Linked DNA regions of Zea mays: regions 1, 2 and 3 are each linked to region 4. The links are chromatin contacts, called in public Hi-C maps. All regions are on one chromosome and are shown on one strand. Each heading gives the region's core, a stretch centred on a gene start, on an enhancer-like site or on the middle of the called end of the contact. The rest is flanking DNA. Distances are from core to core; before and after follow the strand shown.

The links. A called contact is a pair of places that touch in the nucleus more often than the background predicts.
Region 1: a Hi-C map of leaf shows a contact between it and region 4, with 4 times the contacts expected there. The contact joins the promoter of LOC606484 here to the promoter of LOC103630349 in region 4. A contact is called at or near these places in 12 of 25 Hi-C or Micro-C datasets (bundle sheath, ear, leaf and 2 more) and 1 of 3 datasets of contacts at active chromatin or transcription factors (leaf).
Region 2: a Hi-C map of root tip shows a contact between it and region 4, with 6 times the contacts expected there. The contact joins the promoter of LOC100275405 here to the promoter of LOC103630349 in region 4. A contact is called at or near these places in 14 of 25 Hi-C or Micro-C datasets (bundle sheath, ear, endosperm and 4 more).
Region 3: a contact with region 4 is called in a Hi-C map of bundle sheath, with 2.0 times the contacts expected there. The contact joins the promoter of LOC100285320 here to the promoter of LOC103630349 in region 4. A contact is called at or near these places in 5 of 25 Hi-C or Micro-C datasets (bundle sheath, ear and leaf).

The regions. Positions count from the first base shown.
Region 1 is chr6:157,471,774-157,475,424 of Zm-B73-REFERENCE-NAM-5.0, forward strand. It overlaps LOC606484 (deoxy xylulose synthase 1), which reads right to left and starts at 2,183. Exons shown (of 8, transcript NM_001164333.1): 1 at 2,058-2,183; 2 at 1,676-1,975; 3 at 1,108-1,530; 4 at 1-198. The coding sequence starts at 2,183.
Region 2 is chr6:157,126,073-157,129,533 of Zm-B73-REFERENCE-NAM-5.0, forward strand. It overlaps LOC100275405, which reads left to right and starts at 1,274. Exons shown (of 2, transcript NM_001328158.1): 1 at 1,274-1,379; 2 at 1,564-1,890. The coding sequence starts at 1,373. The coding sequence ends at 1,760.
Region 3 is chr6:157,565,844-157,569,092 of Zm-B73-REFERENCE-NAM-5.0, forward strand. It overlaps LOC100285320 (multicystatin), which reads left to right and starts at 1,318. Exons shown (of 4, transcript NM_001158213.2): 1 at 1,318-1,630; 2 at 2,038-2,269; 3 at 2,363-2,466. The coding sequence starts at 1,445. The coding sequence ends at 2,466.
Region 4 is chr6:157,313,047-157,316,376 of Zm-B73-REFERENCE-NAM-5.0, forward strand. LOC103630349 (pentatricopeptide repeat-containing protein At2g30780) reads right to left here and starts at 1,862. Exons shown (of 2, transcript XM_008651407.4): 1 at 175-1,862. The coding sequence starts at 1,776. The coding sequence ends at 178.

The sequences.
Region 1 (3,651 bases), core at 933-3,432, 160 kb after region 4:
GCCGGTGGTCTTGGTGCTCTTGACGTCGTTGAGGATGGTGATGAGGTCGTCGATGTTGTGGCCGTCGACGGGGCCGATGTAGTAGAGACCGAGCTCCTCGAAGAGCGAGGAGCCGGGCCCGCTGATCATGCCGCGGGCGTACTCGTCCACCTTCGCCGCCAGCTCGTGCACTGAGCCACCGATCTGCTTCGTCACTCCCTGCACAAGCACAAGCACGCACGCCAGCGATCGGTCAGAGACTCAGAGCTGCAAACCTGGGCCGCCCATTCCTTCCACAATCCTTGTCGGCCCAACAAGAATGGGCCGGTCAAAACCTAGCCCAGGTAATATTATGACCAGTCCAGTAGAAGATGAACCAATGTCAGTCAAACTTGGATACAGCTCGAGTAGCATGATAAACTATTTCTAGAGTCAACTTGCTGCGACCTGAGATCCATCATCCATGCTTTGAGTAGCTTTGTTTATACAAAGTTTGCCTAGTAGTGGGCATTACTCGAATCTACGGACTGTTGCTAGAATGCTAGCTCGTATACGCTTCGTCATCGGCCTTTCTGGTGAACATGTGTCCATGCATGCCCCCTAGAAGCAGATTAGTGCACGTCACTCTGCATCTGACGCAGCCTATTTTGGCATGTTCGCTAAGACTAAACAAGTTTCATTCAGACGCTTTCGTGCAGTAGATTCAAGAAGCTCCATAGCTCGCGTCATGTACGTCTGCTGCTGCCCGATGACTGTTGACAGTTTTCCATTTAATTCCAAAGGCAAGGTTATTTATTTATCTTAATGATTTGATAAAAAAATATGTGCAACTATAGGAATTACTACTAATCAAGATTCCAGAAAATCTACGCGCTTCCGTGAGAACGAGGACAGTCTGGAAATTTGACGTGTTAGGGCTTGTTCGGTTAGCTCTCAATCCATGTGGATTGAGCGGGATTGGATGGGTTTGAATCCCAAACAGCTCAAACTTCTTCATAATTTTTTCCAATCTCATCCAATCCATGTGTATTGGGAATAACCGAACAAGCCCTTACGTGGCGCTTGCCTAACCGGCCGGGCTGTCAAGAGGGTGATGTAGCGTCCCATCCAAGGTTTGTGCGGACGTACCTTGGCCACCTCCCTGAGCTCCCTGAGCGGCCTGCTTGACTGCAGCTTGCTGAGGGCGCTGCTGAGCGCGCCCACGGGCGGCACCGGCCCGTCGAGCGTCGCCGTGGGCAAGGACACCTGCTTGTTGTCGTTGAGGATGACGATCATGTCGGAGTCCAGGTACCCGGCGTTGTTCATGGCCTCGTACGCCTGCCCGGCCGTCATGGCGCCGTCGCCGATCACCGCGACCACGTTGTTCTTGCCGCCCTTGAGGTCCCGGCCCACCGCCATCCCGAGCGCCGCGGAGATGGTGGTGGAGCTGTGGCCCGTGCCGAAGCTGTCGTACTCGCTCTCGGCGCGCTTGGTGAAGCCCGCCAGGCCGTTGGTCTGCCGCATCGTCGGCATCTTGTCGCGCCGCCCCGTCAGGATCTTGTGCGGGTACGACTGCATGCGCGCGAATCAGACAAACAAAACCCGGGTCCGGGGTGGTTAATTAGCTAGCCTGTCCGCGACCTGCCCGGCACGCTCACATGGAGCGCACGTTACCCAGAGCCATGCCGCGCGCGCGGCCCATGCCGCATCAGCGTACCTGGTGGCCGACGTCCCAGAGGATGCGGTCCTGCGGCGCGTTGAAGACGTAGTGCAGCGCGACGGTGAGCTCCACCACGCCGAGGCTGGACCCGAGGTGGCCGCCGGTCTTGGAGACGTGGAAGATGACGTCGGACCGGAGCTCGTCGGCCAGCTGCCGCAGCTCCTTCACAGACAGGTTCTTCATGTGGACGGGGTAGTTGATGGTGTCCAGCAGCGGCGTGGGCGGCCTCTGCGAGTAGTACTCCGCCTCGCGCTCCGACGACAGCGACGCCGACACGCATGCCGGCCTCCGCCGAGGCTGCACGCAGCATTGGCCATCAAACTAACCGGAACGGAACTGAGAAAATTTAGCTTGCGTACAACTGGCAGAGGAAGCTTACCTTGAGATTGATAGGCCTGGCCTGGAGCAGCTTGTTGACATGGAGCTCGACCGCCGAAGCGAAATGGGAGTCCTGAGCCGGCACACCGAGGAATCCCCTTGGGACAGAGAACGTCGACAGAGCCATTGCTTCCTCTCCTCTTCCTGCTCAACTCAAGAATGCAACAGCCTCTGCCAGTGGTGGCACTCCAACGGTTCGATCGATTTCCTCAAGAACCGACCAAAATGGTAGTGGCGAGCTTGAGCTGCGAGCTAATGGTGGCGCTGACAGTGCACAGAAGGGTGCATGAATGGCGGGCGGATTTGGGAAGTGGCCGGGGAGAGAGTGTGCGAAGGCGCCGGGGATGCGCCTATAGCAGTAGTGCGGCGGGTCCGGGGACGAGGGGATGCGGGATGCCGAGGGGAGTGTGGATGACCACGTAGGTGGGGAAGGCCATGGCCGCGCGTGTGGCTGGAATTCATTCGCCTGTGCCCAAGGACCAAGGTGCCCCTGCCCTGCCCCCCCCCCCCCCCCCCCCCCCCCCCCCCCCCCCCCTCGTCCTCCCGGGTCGAGCAACCGGCGGGAGCGAGTGAGAGCAATGGGTGTCCTACCAATGTCGCACCCCATTGGGCCAGCTCGACCAAGTATCCCGAGAGGATAATATGGGATAAGATACAAATCAAACAAATATCAATTGTGGAGAAGTGAGGTAGGAGCTGCACAAAAGTGCATAGAGAAAGGACTTTTGTCCCCGTACCTACATCTACGGCTCCCATAATTATATACCCTTTTAGACCATGTTCGGTTGCTGGTGGATAGAAGTAAATCTCTCTCTATTCAATTTTTGACTAGCAAGAGATTTAATCATCTCTAATCTCTTTTAATCTATCACTAATCGAACAAGCCCTGAGGATTTACCCAAGCCTGATTGCCCAAAAGAATACCTTTGTAAATTTGCACATCGCCACATTGAGTAATTTGTAATAACAACTCCACATGCACTTAGGACATGTTTGGTTGCTGCCCTAGAAGGAAAATAGCTGCTAGGCAACAAGTTCTAACCACAAAACACTTAAAATTAGTAGCTTGGATTGCTACATGCTGGTCAAGCAAACATAGGAGCTTGCTGCCTCTGATGCCGCTTGACATGTCTGATTCAACTTCTATAATATAATTTATTAAAATGATCAACAAACACTCTAGTTTATAAGTAATCTTGTTTAAGCTTATTTCAATTTTTGCTCCCATACATGTTTGATCCCCCTTCACTCGACCCAAATACAACAAAAAGACCCAATTTCCTTATGCAACATCACACACTATCACAACTCAAGCACTATTTATGGTAAGGACAAGTGAAATGTCATGCAACTATATATATCATCTTTGTATTTACTACATTCTTGATGCTAATCTCCTTTTTTCTTGATAATCTTCACTTTGCCACCGCTGACATCCACCTTTAGTTCCGTCAATATGCAAGCCACTTCTGTTACAAGTTATTTTTTAGATAAAGATGTTACACTTTTTTACCCTCTTCTCTCTTTTATGTTTGATTTAAAGACATGAAGGTGCATTTAATTTTAAATTTCATTATTAAGTTAACTCCTACTGC
Region 2 (3,461 bases), core at 24-2,523, 190 kb before region 4:
TTCAGGCCTTCAGTTTCGTTGTCCGTCCTGAAGTTTGCCTTCAATAATCTCTTGCTCCTGGCTGATGTTTTCATTGTGACCCTACATCTTGTATGTCAATGGAAGCACGATTCTTCCGTCGGGAAAAAAAATTCTCTACGTCCTCGTGCAAACACATTCTTTTGTAGTCTCTCACATCCACCGCCTGAAAATCCACAAAACAGATTAAAATTTACAACTTAACTCATTATTAATTTGTTTTTCTTTTATTTATATGAGCCTGCAGGTAGTGGGTGTGAGAGACTGAAAATGAGTGTGTTTTGCATTCGGGATGCAAATAATTTTTTTCCTCGTTTATGCTGTCACCTACATACTGTTGAGTAATTAGACATTTTTATATTAAATTCCGAATATAAATTATGACCAACAATAAATAGTCTAGGTGTCTATTCCACAACAAGGAACTAACATGTTACATAACGGCATAATTATATAAATACAACACACATCTACCATAATAGATAAACTGAAGTATAATATCAAAGTAGATGAACTTTGAAAAAACCGGTGGTTAACCAAAACCACGTCTCGGTGGTTTCGGTAAACCGAACGATTTATCGCCAAAACCGACTGGTTTTGTAAACCTTGCTTGCAACACATAGGAGCAGTGCATGATGCATGTCTGACATAAGTGGGTGTTTAAGATTGCTCCATATTAGAACTCTAATTTGACGCTACAATTTACAATATAAATTTAAATAGTTTTTAAAAATATTTTTAATCTAAACCATAGACAAAATAATTTCTTCACTAATTTTTACAATTTTAGTTCTAAAATTTTCTGAAGCATCTAATTATCCTTCACCATAAATTGTTTTTAGAGTTAGAGCAGTTTTAAATAGGATCTAAATTAGGTGGGTTATAGGAATAGTTTTGCCGTTTGCATATCTATATTTTTTTCCTACAGGCTAGTAGATATATTTTAAAACTTTATTGTTTGAAACCTTATATTTTGAATTCAGAAACTTTATACAAGCATCTTAAAACCTTTCTACTTGAATATTTAGAACTTATGTCGCGTAGAGCACACGCGGGAGGAAAGCGAGAAGCCCCAGAACGGCTGGCCATCGGTTTATCGCATCAGTCTACTACGGCTCTTCGGAGTACAAATTATTGCAATATTGTTTTTCCCCGCGCAGAAGGTTCCGGAAGCAAGGGACGTTTCTGGATACAGGGCGTTCCGTTCTCTCCAGCTGCGTATAAATTCTGCCCCACCGTGTCATCTCCCGCACCGTCTATTCTTGGGCTGTCGGCCTCACGTTTTCCACTGCTTCCAGAGGCTTCCTCTCGAGTCCGCAGTCTCTCTTCCCTACGAAGTTCAGAAGTTGTCACAATGACTCATATCCTTGGCCACACATTGTTTTTTTTTCTGTTCCTGTTGTTCTATCGATTCTTGTAAGGGCGGGTTTTGCAGTTCGTTGCTCTTTTATGTCATGGTGGACTCGTTGTTTTTTATGTTTTCTGTTGGAACGGCGTGTTTCGGATGATGGTTCCGTTTCGTCCTTGACCTGGGCTGGGCTGCACGCGGCGACCAGAGGGAACGCGACCGGCAGAGGGCGCAGGCGCGGCGGCCCGCGGCCAAGGGGCGCGACGACGGGCTCACCCCGGAGCAGCGGCGGGAGCGGGACGCCAAGGCGCTGCAGGAGAAGGCTGCCAGGAAGGCGGCGCAGGCCGCGGGAGGCGCCTGCGCCAAGGGCGGCAAGAACACCGGCAAGAAGTAGCCGGGGTCTTTACTCTTTAGTTCGCAGGATCTGCTCGTGTTGGAAGATCTGTATTTGCCTAGATCTGGAATGCAATGCGATTTCGTGGGCGTTGTCTCGAGCAGTGCTGAAACAACGGTTCACAGTAAAATTTGTAGCAAAGATTTAAAAAGAACGAGGGCGTTGGCACTTTGCTTTGCAAGTGATCTGCGTAGCGTAACAAGGCCCGTTTGAAGGTAATTTTGTTAACAAAAGGATGGGCTCATTGACCATCAGAAGTTTACGAACATAGATAAAACCGAACACACCTCCAACAGACGCTTAGGAATGTTGTTAAAAAAACCTGGCGAAGTAAACTGACAGTAAAGAAAAAGAACCTGATGAAGTCAGCTTTCATTGATAAAGAACAAAATGCGATTTGGTTGCGCCCGCTTTCGGGTCCATGCTGGAAACATCCAGAACAAGATTAAAAAAACAAAACAAAGGGTTGATAAAAAAACAAAAGCAGAAAACATCACCTTCTAGCCTGTTATGGGTCGGTAGTCAGTGCCTCGGCTTTAGTCATACATCAGCTAGCCAAGTGGCTGTGGGCAGCTTAAAAGAGAGAGTCCTCCTTCTCTCATCAGTCTGGCTTTTGGCTCTCTTGGCTGGGCCAGCCCACGAGCGCATGAACGTCCGAAGCTGTCGAGTGTGAGCTGGGCCGGGGGCTTCCCAAGGGGTGGGATGTCAGGGGTCGGTAGTCAGTGCCTCGGCTTTAGTCCCACATCAGCTAGCCAAGGTGGCCGTGGGCAGCTTAAAAGGGAGAGTCCCCTCCTCTCATCGGCCTGACTTTTGGGATGTGAGTGGTGTGCTCTCTTGGCTGGGCTAGCCCACGAACACATGAACGGCCGAAGCTGTCGAGTGTGAGCTGGACCGGGAGTTGGACGCTGACATGGGCGAAAGAGCAGAGGCGCACCCGCGCTAAGGAGCCGAGGCGAAGAAGGCGATGCAGTTGCTTTTTCATCCACGCCTTGCATTTTCATCCCCCTCCACTTCCCGTTCGAATCCGCGTTCGACCACCACATCCCAGCTCCACCTCCCCCTCGGGCCGTCGCATCCTGTTCCGACCCGACCCATTTTCTACATTTAACCCGCCTGTTTTCATATTTTTGAAAAAAACGGGTTCGGGACGGGTTACGGGTTGGAAGGTCTGCGGGGTCGGGACGGAAACGGGAAGTACTATTTTCCGATTGGATTGTCAGGATCCCGTATTCGGTCGGGATATTTCCGGATTTAACCCGGATACAACCCGAAGTGGTCATCTGTCAGCCATCTCTCCCACTAGGCCCAAAGCGGTCAAGCCCAATAGGCCTCCACAGACCACGGCTCCACTGAATTGACTCGGCAGTCGGACGCCGCACGGCACGGACACAGCGACACCGGGTGGTTGGGGCAGCCGAGCTGCTGCTGATTGACGTTGGTGCCTTATGACGTGTGCCTACGGTTTGTTTGAAGCTTTTATGCATTTAATAGCTATGCTACATACTACCATATTTACTACGTTCAAGGCACAAGTGCAATAACAAGGATTACTTGCTGCTACCTATCATTTGCAAATACTTATACACGTATATTCTAAAATATAGGATCAAGGTCAGGATAGTGATTCCCAATTCATGAATGAAGATGGCGGGCTGTGAAGAAATCTTATTTTTTCTGTTGTTCAGTGGCTATGTGGTCATA
Region 3 (3,249 bases), core at 68-2,567, 250 kb after region 4:
TTGATTCTTTAGCAATTAACTACATACTGTAAGAGAAATTATAGGTTAAAATCCATGCTGTGTGACTTTTTCTATGAGCAAACATACCTACAATTTTTGTGTGAAGGGGTATTTTGCATTCATTTTTTCTCTCTTGGAACTAATACTCTTCAGTTTATATGATGAGCTCTGAACAAGCATTATGAGACATAGGATCTACTTATTTTTGATTTGTCGTAGGAATGGTGTGAGCAGTTTCATCAACATTACAACAATGCCTTCGTATGTGTATTCTGAATTTTATGCATAGGAGCCTCTGCCTACGGCGGCGTAAATGTGTCAAAAAAAAATATAGAGAAAATCCCTTCAATAATATCCAAATTTATATCAATCCCCTCAATGCCATCAGAATTTATAACTTTCCTTCAAATCAAATTTAAATTTTAATCCTTGAATGACATTATCGTTAGTTTGGAGTTAACGCCGTTAGTTCAATTTAAAATCAATCCCTCTAACGCCATTAAAATCTATATCGACCCCTTTAATGTCACTAGAAATTGGTTCGATATATTTAAGGTTTAAAAATTTCAAAATAAAAAATATGGATCACATTTTTAAAATTACACGATTTTTAAAAACTCAAGTACATACTTTTTAAACCCCAAAATTACTTCGCTATACCATTTCGCTTTTTTAAAAAACTTAAGTATGGACTAAAGTTTTTAAAAATAGTGGAATTTTAAAAATCTGATTCATATTTTTTGATTCTGGAATTTTTAAACCCCAAATAAATGGAACCAATTTTTAGTGGCATTGAAGGGATCAATATAGATTTTAGTGTCATTGGAGAGATTGACTTTAAATTGAACTAACGATGTTAGCTTCAAACTAACGGTAATGTTATTTAAGAGATTAAAATTTAAATTTGATGGTATTGAAGGAAAACTATAAATTTTGATGGTATTGAAGTGATTGGTATAAGTTTTGATGGTATTGAAGGAATTTTATAAAAAAATAACTCTGTACTACTAGTAAATTGAAATTGCCTAGCTCACGAGAAGCTTCGGATGTCCTAGAAGGAGGGACCAGGGGTCCCACTGGCCTTGCGGGTCGCCGACTCCAGAAAGAGCGAGCAGACGCGCAACGCAGACACGCTTGCGCCGGACGGCGACAAACGACAAAGCGACCTCCTCCGCGTCGGGCTCCTTGTCATCACCCACCGCCCGATCCCAAAGCGCTGACGGCTCCGATCGGATCACACGTCGCTGTCCCCTCCACGCCAACCTGCCCCACCACCCGGCTCCCTTGGCTTTCCCCAGTCCCCACCCGCCCCACTGTGACACTGACACCGTTCGAAGCAAAAAGAGCGAACACGAGCACGAACACAAGCGCAGAGCAGCCAAGCGCCACACACACGCCGACGCGAACCAACCAACCAGCTGGTAGTAGGTTCGCCGCGCTGACGATGATGCCTCGCCGCGCCCTTCTCTTCGCCGCGGTGCTCCTCGCGGCCTCCGCCGCCGCGGTCTCCGGGTTCCACCTGGGAGGGGACGAGAGCGGTCTCGTGAGGGGTGTGCTCGCCGCGCTCCGCGAGCGAGCCGAGGCCGAGGACGCCGCTCGCTTCGCCGTCGCCCACTACAACAAGAACCAGGTGTGCGCCTCCCTCCTCGTCTCTCCATCCTGCCGATACCAATTCCATCAGCGTGTGGACTCTTGGTATGTACTACCATGAGAGAGTGAATTGCATTGACTTACGAGGTGACGCCACCTAATTAGGTCAATGAAGTTTCACTCCCGAGAGGGGAAAAGAGTTGGGTCCATGGATTCGCTAACGGGCTTCCCAGTTGCATCAACTTGCAGGGGTCCTTAAACTTAGGTCTCAACTCTTTGGGGGAGTGACCTACTAGATTTGCTAGAATCAACGTTTCGGTTAATGGTCGAACTTGTATTTTCTCATATTAGTGGCATGATCTCTCATCTCTCCGTAGATGTATGTACCCCCACGGCCACGCTGAGTTTCTTCCGAGTTTATAATATTTGGAGAATTTTCTTGTACAGGGCGCCGCTTTGGAGTTTACTAGGGTGCTCAAATCCAAGCGGCAGGTGGTGACCGGGACCCTGCATGACCTGATACTGGAGGCAGCTGATGCTGGAAAAAAGAGTGTGTACAGAGCAAAGGTTTGGGTGAAGCCGTGGGAAGATTTCAAGTCTGTCGTTGAGTTTCGCCTTGTTGGAGACTCTGAATCTGAACCCGAGCCTTCTGTTGCTTCTGATGTTAGCTCTGGGCAAGGTATTGTTGGTCTTCAGTGTTTGGATAATATATAATGCTAATTATCCAATATAATCCAACATGATAAATAAACGTGGTGTTGATTTTTTCCAGCAATTGCCAAACTCTCTCTTGAAGCAGATATTGTACAAGAAGAGGCTCGCCTGCACACCATTGAGAATGATGGGCTTTCCGGCGATTTCACATCATCATCTTAGGTATGATTTCATCTCTTTTTATCTTCTTGTGCAACGGGTGCCACTTCTGGTCTCTTGCTATTTGGTTAACCGACCTATGATCACACGAGCCAAGGACAGGCTGCCAGTGATCCCAATGACTGTAACCATGATTTGTTTTTATCTTGCATTGGTATCTTGTATAGTAATGGTTCAGTGCATGATGCAAACTAAACAATGTCTATATAGTTGCTTTTATCTTTGCCATGGCTATTGTGGGAACTGGGAAGTATCTAGTCCTGATGTGGGACCTTATATGTTGGCATCTGGAAGATGGTTTTTACTGGATGGATACTGTTAGTTGAATTCGTTGGGATTGCTATTTGTTTTTTTATGGAAAACCAAGAGTGATACTCTTCATGTAATCATGTGATGCATTCGCACTGGTGCTTTGGGCCCATCAAACCGTGTACTATCAGTAGACAGCTTGCTGTTCGGATTCTTAACAGAACTTTGTATGCAGGCATACGAAGTTTTGTTAAGAAACTAAATAGCAGGAAGCACACACCTATGCCAGACACTCCTCGTTCCACAAGACAGCATTTGCATCATGCAGTGCTTAACATAGCCATATCTCATTCGCAGTGTTTGTTTATCTTGTAATACTATGTGGAAAAACAGTGGCATAGCTCAGGAATCTAGGCCACAATCAAATCCTTTTCAGGAACCAGGTGATATCCAATGCTTTGATGAACAATAGATGTTTATGTGTGGTGTGCTGCGGTTGTATCAGTCCTCAGAAAAGAACTTCCCTTTTTTAGGACC
Region 4 (3,330 bases), core at 612-3,111:
AACGCAGTAATACGAGTTGAAAATTTAGATATGCTGTAATCTAAAATCGCTGTCTAATTTTTCAAAATGCCAACATCAACAGTATAAGTGCAGCTATACAGATAATATATATAAAAGAAAAGCCACGTAAACATGGTGAATGCACTTAAATATTCAGAATGAGTATCAACTCACAAGTTATTGATCAGACATGTCGTCACGAACAGCAAACCCATGCTTCCACATCATGCCAATTATAGTGTTGGCTTCAGTCCTCCTACCACAACTAACATATGCCTTGTACATGATCCAAAATGTCTTCTTTGTTCGATCAAACTTCAAACATTCCATCTCATCGAGCACCCCATGCATCTCTTCCAACCGATAGTGCTTCCCATACATCACCATCTTGCAGTGGTACAAACTCCGGCACAGCTTCCAACCAGCATCTTCGGCCCGTCGGACAAAAAGTGCAAGTCTGTCAACCGCGTCATACTGAAAATAGTTACATATGATGGACCGCATCACCTTTACTGCGGTAACAATGGTATTGCGTTCCAATGCCTCAGAAATATACAGCTCCATCCCCTCGGTCAACCCCTCCTGAGCATACACCTTAATTAAGAGGACATTTAGCCATGGCCTGTAATCATCAGGACCCAACTTCTTGAGCAAATCCTCAATCTTTTGGATTCTACCTACATGGTAAAACTTGCAGTATGCGCACAGCATTGCACGTATATGCAAAATGTCAACCTTTATGCCAAGCTTGCAAGCACGCTCATAAGCTTGCTCCATTTTACAGATCATCCCGGCATGTGCATATCCTCTTAACATCAACTTATGCGTAGTAGCATCTGGAGCAACATGGAACGACACCATCTCCTGAAACGACGCTTCCATTTTGTCCCACATCCATGCGGTGAGGTAACCAGAGATGATTGCATTGTAAGTACCAATAGTGCGGGGTTGGCCAGAAGCGTCCAGCGACTGGAGCGTGCGCTCCATGTGGTCAACGAGGATGGAGCGACCGAACAGGGCGATGAGGATGTTGTACGAGTCCACGTTAGGCGGACCGCACCTGGGATCGCGCTCCAGCGCGTGGAAGACCTCGATGCAGTTGTCAAGGAGGCCGCTGTGCATGTATGCCGACATAAGAGCGTTGTAAAGCCCTAGGTTAGGGGAATGAATAGCGGTGCCGTCGGCAAAGAGCGCGGCCGCCGCGTCATGGTCTCCGGCGCGGCCCGCGAGCGAGATGGCGAGGGCAAACTCACTGATAGAGGGCACCGGGGAGAGCACACGGCGGAATGAGAATACAGCGAGCCCTAACCGAGGCCTGGACCGGAGCAGCGAGAGGAGCTCAAGTGACGCGAGCGGCGAGACGGCGAGGAGGGTAGGGAAGGAGTGGTCGTGGAGGGCGGACACCGGGTCCGGGTCAGGCCCCGGGAGCGCGGTGAGCGAGGTGGCGAGCAAGGAGACGGCGGCTCGGAGATGGGATGCGGTAAAGGGCGGGAGCGCCGGCGAGGTAGAAGAACAAGAGGCTGAGCACCACGTCCCGGCCGGATCGGGCGGAGGATGAAGAGGCGACGGGGAGTGCGGCGGCCAGGTGGAGGAGATCACGTCGGGTGGGACAGAGACGGAGGTGAAGGGCCTAGCGGTGGTGGCGTCGTAAAGGCAGCGGCGGCTTCGGAGCAGAGGGAGGAGGGAACAGGCGGGGCGGCGGGACATGGGAGGAGGCTGCGGCGGCGTAGGCCGGCGGCGGCGCGAGGGGTTTAGGCTAGGGAGGGATCCGCTCATCCGCGTGGGGAATGGACGGGGGAGGAGCGCAGGAGGCCAACATCGTCCTGGCGTGCTGGATGGGTTTCTTTAAGCGGGCCTATTTTGTGCGAGTCATGATTTCATTGCATAAAACGGTAGTTCGGCCCGTCCAGGTTGGTAGGCCGTGAAGAGACCAAACAAGTGACATGGACTTTAGCCCGTTTTTTGCGATTTAGGTTGGTTGGCCGCGAAGGGACCAAAAAATGGCATGGCTTTGTCCAATTTTTCGCGATTTGATTGATGAGAACAGCTAGCATTGACGATAGAGATGGCAATCGGGACCCAATTTCCCGCGGGGAATCCCTCTATAAGGATCTAGGGTCAATTTCCTGAATGTCATTCGAAAATACTCGTCCTTGTGTGTCACTGGCCCCCACATGTCATACACACACAAAAATGTACCTATATGCCACTCAGTGGCACACAACGAATGAGTATAAAATCTGATGGCATACCAGGAATTTTTCCAAGGATCTATCTCCGTTTCCCGCGGGGACACATTAAACTTACATATAACGATGTTTTCATATAATAGTTAATAATAAAAATAAATAATTGTCTTATCAAGTGATCACCCTTTATACAAATGTATTCATTTTAATGTACACATAATGATTTTTGACATCTAACAATGTGTTTAAGTGACAATATTTTACATTAATAATAAATAAAGTACGAATTAATTATAATTTAAGCGGAAACGGAGATCCCCGATAGGGATTTATCCTTACGAGTAATGGGGATGGGGAAGAAATGTCACTCGCAAACGTTCGTGTGGATCCTCGCGGAAAAAAATCGTCGCGAGAACGAGGATAGGGAGCTAAAACTCGGTGGGGAATTTCTCGTTGCCATAATATAGTTATCCCACTGTGGTTGTGGGAGAACATACAACACACTTCCTAGGTTGACTTTTCAACTCAAAAGGTCTTCTAAGTGTCAAAAGGTCTTTTTTGCATTAAATCATGAACCTTTTTGCACCAGTGCCACTGATCGCAACCTGGCAATGGTCGTCACATCTCCCATGGAATAAAATTTGGTCTTCAAGTTCTAAACAAGGCAGGTTTGCATGTAATAGTTTGCCTCCATGCTGCAAGATACAAAGCCATGAAACGGATTGTGATACAAGGTGCCCTATGCGCCATAGACTAGATGAGGTCGTGGGACAATTATTTCCAAGTGCAAGTATGCTCGTGAGGTGTGGAGAGAGCTTCTAATGGAGGAAAGTAGAATTACTACGTGTTGTCATCCTCAATGGAGGTACTCTGATGTATCTAGAGTTGGAAGAGATAGAAACTATTGCACTCTCTTATCACCTTTTGGTAGATTGAAAGGATTTATAGCTGGCTAAAGAAAAAAGTGATTAGCCTTTGAAGACAATAACGCAACTAGACACAAATATTAGTAAGAGGTGAGATTCCTGATAATTGTACATGCCTAGCCTAGCACTTTATGGAAAACCTTCTTACCAATTGTAGTGAACAAGGTAAAGAGCAAGCAACACTATTGCAAATAAAGCTGCTCGAGACAAATTGG